2 separate regions of the Mus musculus genome follow, and region 2 is linked to region 1. The links are chromatin contacts, called in public Hi-C maps. All regions are on one chromosome and are shown on one strand. The core of a region is the stretch at or near the end of the contact, and the rest is flanking DNA. Distances in the headings are between cores, read along the strand shown.

Region 1 (2,831 bases), core at 187-2,686:
GAAAGGCAGGAGCTGCCCCGTTCCTCTTTACCTTTCGTTACAAGCTAAATAGTGTTTTTCTTATTGGCATGATGGGTTTAATGAGGACCCAAAATATATTAGGAAATGAGATTTATTTTAATTTTTAAAAATTGAATAATGTTTTTAGAGACAAGGTGTCATTAGGGAGCTCTGCCTAGCCTGCAAGCCACAATGCAGAATGGACTGGCTTCAAACTCAGCAATTGTCCTGCCTCAGCCTCCTAGTGCTGGGCTGGAAAGTGTGGGCCACCATGCCAAGCAAGTCAAGGTCTTTAAGGAAATAATTAAATTAAAATGGGGACCTTGGTGTCAGTACTAATCAAGCATAAGGAGATGATATTAGGACACAGACACTCAGGGGAGGTCATGTGACAACGCAGGTTGAAGATGCCATCATCTTCAGCCACAGAGAGAGGCCTCGGGAGGAAGAAGTCACACTCACACCCTGATCTTGGGTCTCCAGCCCCCAGAAGGCAAGTCATCAACTTCTCTTACGTCACCTGGAACTTCTTAAATGTCTTCCACTCACAAACACTTCCTGCATGAAATCTTTACACAACCCTGGGTATATGGACATAAAAATAGAGTGCACAACTCTAATAAACCACAAAGATGTTTATTTCCAAACAATTCCTTGGTGCACGTCTACGTTTCCCACTTGTTAATGACGAAGGCACGTTTGTGTACTACGAATGAATGGATGTGCACACTCAGAAAAGGGATGAATGGACTGTTCCCTTCCAAGTTCAAACTAAGGCCTGTGCCGGCAGGCAGCCTCCCTCAGGCAGATGTGTGCCTCATGGCTCACGCGCCTCAGAAGCAGCTGATGCCTGGAGCTGGCTTAGCTCTCCTCTTGAGAGTCAGTCAGTCATTTGAATTAGTGTCCTGTCAAATGCCCTCGGCTTTGTCTTTCCCATGACCCCATAAAGTGGGTGCTGTCAGTCTCTCAGGGGCCCGGCTCCTTCCCCTTCTGTCAGAGCTCTGGGAAGTCCATGGCTGCTGTCCGGAGGAAAGGATATTCTTAGTTCTGACTAAGGCACTGAGAACTCTCAAACAAGAGCCGATGGTGTTCTAATGAGGAGCAGATGAAGGGCACAAACGCCTAAGCCAAAAATCCGGGAAAGCTGAGAAAAGAAAATACCAATATTGCCAAATCCTTCTGAGCTCCAAGTTTGTAAGCATGATCAGTCTGCTTGCTGGACTCTTGCAATGAAGCCTACGGAGGAGTTCAGAATCACGCAGACTCGAAAGAAATAAATTTAATCAAGAAACCACTAATCTCAGATAGGTTCGCCAAAAGGGATGTCTTAATTAGCCCACACTTTAAGAAAATCTTCTGCAACAACCAAAACCCATGACTAATTACCATGTGTGGCTGGGTGGGGCAAAAATACAAGGCAGCTAGAAGCCAGTGGAGAGTGTGATGTCTTTGTTCCCATTGTCACAGGTCATTCCTTTGCTGTGAGGGCTCTGAGCTGTGTCCTATGAGCTAAAAGAAAACGCAGAAAGCTCCATTCTCTTCATTTGCGGATCCTCGCACGGCCTCCAGTACTTGATAGGTGTGTGTGTGTGTGTGTGTGTGTGTGTGTGTGTGTGTGTGAAAGAGTTAAACACTGTCATGAGAAAAACGGATGACTAAACCCAACAAGCTCTGTGCGGTTTCTTCTCTCCTTCCTTCACAGGACAAACAGTGAGAGACGATGCACATAGATCCCTATAATGTGACCCCAAAATCTCCATGTATCCAGCAGTAACACTGGCTTCCGTCAAATGACAGAGGAGAAAATAGATGGCCAAAATCCCAGGCCGCCTCTTCCTTCAAACCCAGCCTAAGTCTATCTCTGGCTTAAGTTTGAGAGCAAAAGCCAGGGCTTGCAGAGTGCTAATGGCAGGAGGGGGCAGTTGCCATCCAACATGTTAATTAAAGACAGAGTTAGCTGTGAAAAGGAGAGAAAGGAGGAACTGATAAAGGGAGCCCCAAGACTGTCTTCAAGGCACTGACATGCATTTTAGGTTAAAGTGGAAGAATGGGGTAGAGGCAAGAGATCTGCAAAGTTAAGCAGTCTGATCCAGGTGTAGTCTGGTTGGTCCTCACTCAGCTCTGCTTCTGCATCGTACTCTGAATTAGTCATTGTCATCATTTGAGGAGAGCAATCTGGTTCTCATGAAGTGGTCACTTCTGCTCCAGGGTCCAGGCTTACCATAGCAGACAATGGCTCTCATGTCTGTTTAGTGGTAGTTTAGTCCTTAGTCATAAGGTGTTTATTGATCAACCCTATTTTTCCCAGGATCTAAAGTGTCTGGAAATCTCTAGACAGCTTTAAATATTGTTAGGGGATCTGGAACGGGGTGGGGGAGGTACTCTATAATAAGATAACCATGGAGACAGATACAAATGAAGGAGAGAGGTCAGGTTTTTTCCTAATCCCAATTACCTTGTGGGACCAAAGAAGGAGACGGTGCTTTTTAGCCAAAACACTTCCTAAGTCCCTGCTGTACCACTCCCTCAATTCCCAGACTTTGAATTCTAGAATTTCCCCCCAGTAATTATAAACTTTGGCTTAAAATGAAATACATTCTTTAAGAAAATATTCTTTAAGCATCTCTGAATGTTCCAGATCCCCCCCTCTCTCAAATAAAAATTAAATTTACTAGGAAAGCGCACAAAATTAAAGGTAAGCAGATAGCTGCATATACTTTGGGATATTCACTTAAATTTACCCTGACTTATGTCTTTACTTACTATTCTTATAAAAGATCAAGCTATACTAATTACTATTGTTTGTCTGAGAAATTATTTCAGAGAGTCTT
Region 2 (2,809 bases), core at 245-2,744, 100 kb before region 1:
TTGAAAAAAACAACCACAAAACAGAGGGAGACTGGGGGAGGGGGAGGGGAGGGAGGGAGGGAGGGAGGGAGGGAGGGAGAGAGAGAGAGAGAGAGAGAGAGAGAGGGAGAGAGAACGCAAACTGGGAACAACATGGGCTTTTGAAACCTCAAAGCCCACCCCAATAACACACTTCCTCTAATAAGGCCATACCTTCCAATCCTTCCCAAACAATTCCACCAACTAGTGCCTAAGTATTCAACTATATGAGCCTATGGGGTCCATTCTCATTCAAGCCACCATAAGGATCTCTCATCTCATCCTCTTGGCCCCCATCATCCCACCAGATCACAGCGATGTTTCTGGCAGCTACCTCGTGGTCAGTCACTCAGTCCATGAACGAGGTTGAACAGTGTGTGTGTGTGTGTGTGTGTGTGTGTGTGTGTGTGTGTGTGTGTGTGTGTGTGGTTGGAGTGTGGAGAAAGAGGTTTGAGCCCAGGATGGAAACCTTTCTCTTTGCCAACTGTGTTGCTGATCACCCTGAATTGCTTTCATTGCTTCTGTGCCTGCTTGTATGTGCAGGAGCTGTCCATGAGCCCCAGCCTTCCTCCTTTAGGTAAGTAGCGTCCACACAAGTGTCTTCACTCAGGCAATTATCCACAGTGGTGCTCATGATCCTAACACTAAGCATCAATAGCTTAAGATCTTCTTTCCCATCTACGGTTCTCGGGACATTTTGCAAACTATGCATTTAGTCTAAGTCACTGAGTTCTTTTTAGGAGAGAGCAGTTTCAGGGTCTGTCACAAGAGACAAGGTGAATCATCTGGGCACAAAGCATCCAGGCAGTTCTTCTAACTCCCAGAGAGGACAAAACGAAACTTTAATAGTGTCTGTGTCTGGGAAGCAGAGTGGGATTAAATTTCCAGTCCTGGGCTGGATCATCCCAGCTCTCAACCTGCAATAACAAAGGGGCACTGGTAGTTTCTGTTTGGTTTTTATTTAGTGATGACCCAAGCCAGGAGCAGGAGGGAGGGAGAAAGGATTTACTTATTCTGATGGAGCTAGCTGCTGTGCTCACCTCTTCGTATCTGAAACCCTGCCCCATGTAAGTTCCCAGGCCCAGGAGCACTGTGTATGCAAGAAGATGTTGGCAGCCTCAGGATCAGTACTTTGCTCTTGGAGAGAGTCTTGTCTTGATTCTGAAAACACACACGAATGATAGCAGGAAACTTAGGGCCCCAAACCATTACCATCTGTGATGCATGCTCCAGACACACACCCTGTGATATTTGGAGTTTCAAGTGTATTGATTATGTGGAGTATTATCCAGCCATCACCGGACTCTGCAGTGACAAAATTGGTACTAACAGCAGTGTGGCCAGTTTCTACTTCCCAGATGAGGTAACAGATGTGAACAGTGTAAGTTAATTACAGCCTTGACTTGAGTCTGTGTGCCTCTATGTGCTCATAGGATTGCCTCTGATTATTGCTGTCTGTCATTCGAGACATCAGGGCTGTATGCTCGACACACAGGCAAGCCTGAATCACAGCTTCATTGCAGAGTGGGTTTGCAGCTCCTGATAGCTGCATGCTTGCGGAAGTAAAGAGTCGATGTGCTCTCTGTGGTTTCCGGTGCTTGTGGTCATGCCCTGATGCAGCTGAGTAAGCACCGGTGCCTGGGCCCTAAGGCACCATACACTGTGGGGTCACACCATGTGGAAGGCGCAGTCCTAAGACACCATGCACTGTGCTCCACACTGTGTGATCTACAAGTTTAAGCATCTGACAGGTGTTTATTTGCTCCAGAGCCGAAGACTGAATTTAAAGTCTCTCTGGAAGGACCACCCAGATCTCCTCTTCTCTGGAGTTCATTTGCAGAGTGGCCATTGCAGGGGATGTCAGCCAGGGGGCAGTGAATTTGGCTTCCCTCCAGGCCTTTCAAGCAGGAAGTACTTTGACAAGAGTTTCACCAGTCCTTTCTAATTTCCTCATGCTAAAAGAGATGTGAAACCTGCAATGGGCTCCTCTTTGAGGGACAAGCAAGAGTCAGTGAGGGGGGCATCCAAGGAGGACGGGTCACCACTTCGTGGGCCTTGCAGGAGGACTGAATGAGAGAATGAGCACACAGGTGGTGGGGTGGTGGTGAACAATGGAAGTACCTCTGAGGGTGGTGGTGACATCAGGCTGTATGTGAGTGCTGTCTGTTGGATCCAATTGCTGAGTGAGCGCAGTGAGTCACTTGGCTAGCATAAGTTAGTTGGAGAAGCAGCCTAGAGAAATCAGAGTCTGCGGGAGAACGTGGGCAGCTTGCCGTGCTTTAAGTCATTCGGGTGGTGTGGTGACGGAGGAGAGCCAGCAGCAGGGCCCAGAAAACTATGAGACAGACACACCTGGTGACCGAGTTTAGGGGGTATGCATGGCTTGCAATATAAATAAATAAATAAATAAATAATCAAGTACCCTCCCACCTGGAGGCATTTGCAATGTCTGCTTGGTTGTCATCACTGAGGAAGAGGTACTGTTGGCATCTATTCGTAGGAACCAAGGATGCTATTAACAGTCTGTAGTGCTCCAAAAGTCTCCAAGCAAAGAACTGTCATTGTGTCTGCAGTAGCCAGAAGAAATCAAGTCGGTTCTGAGTTCAAAACCAGTCAAGACTGCATGATGAAACTTCGTCTCAAACCCCAAGAACAAAAACAACAGTGACAGAACCAAGTTAAAATGGACTTAAACACCACCACCACCACCACCAACAACAACAACAACACTACCCAGGCTTAAGGCCGTGATGGTGAATGTTCCCCTCAGCAAATCATGCCTACTTACATT

Evidence for each region. A called contact is a pair of places that touch in the nucleus more often than the background predicts.
Region 2: a Hi-C map of embryonic fibroblasts shows a contact between it and region 1, with 3 times the contacts expected there. The contact joins two enhancer-like sites. A contact is called at or near these places in 6 of 484 Hi-C or Micro-C datasets (adipose-derived mesenchymal stem cells, embryonic fibroblasts, muscle stem cells and 2 more).

Annotation. Positions count from the first base shown.
Region 1 is chr6:117,325,661-117,328,491 of GRCm38.p6, reverse strand. No RefSeq gene overlaps it. Among named protein-coding and RNA genes, the nearest start is that of Cxcl12, 160 kb to the right of the region's middle. Within about 2 kb of position 1,436, at least 35 of the 459 cell types and tissues checked have an H3K27ac peak or open chromatin away from gene starts, as enhancers often do. A contact at or near this core is called in embryonic fibroblasts, where this site is marked.
Region 2 is chr6:117,430,511-117,433,319 of GRCm38.p6, reverse strand. No RefSeq gene overlaps it. Among named protein-coding and RNA genes, the nearest start is that of 6820426E19Rik, 63 kb to the left of the region's middle. Within about 2 kb of position 1,494, at least 116 of the 459 cell types and tissues checked have an H3K27ac peak or open chromatin away from gene starts, as enhancers often do. A contact at or near this core is called in embryonic fibroblasts, where this site is marked.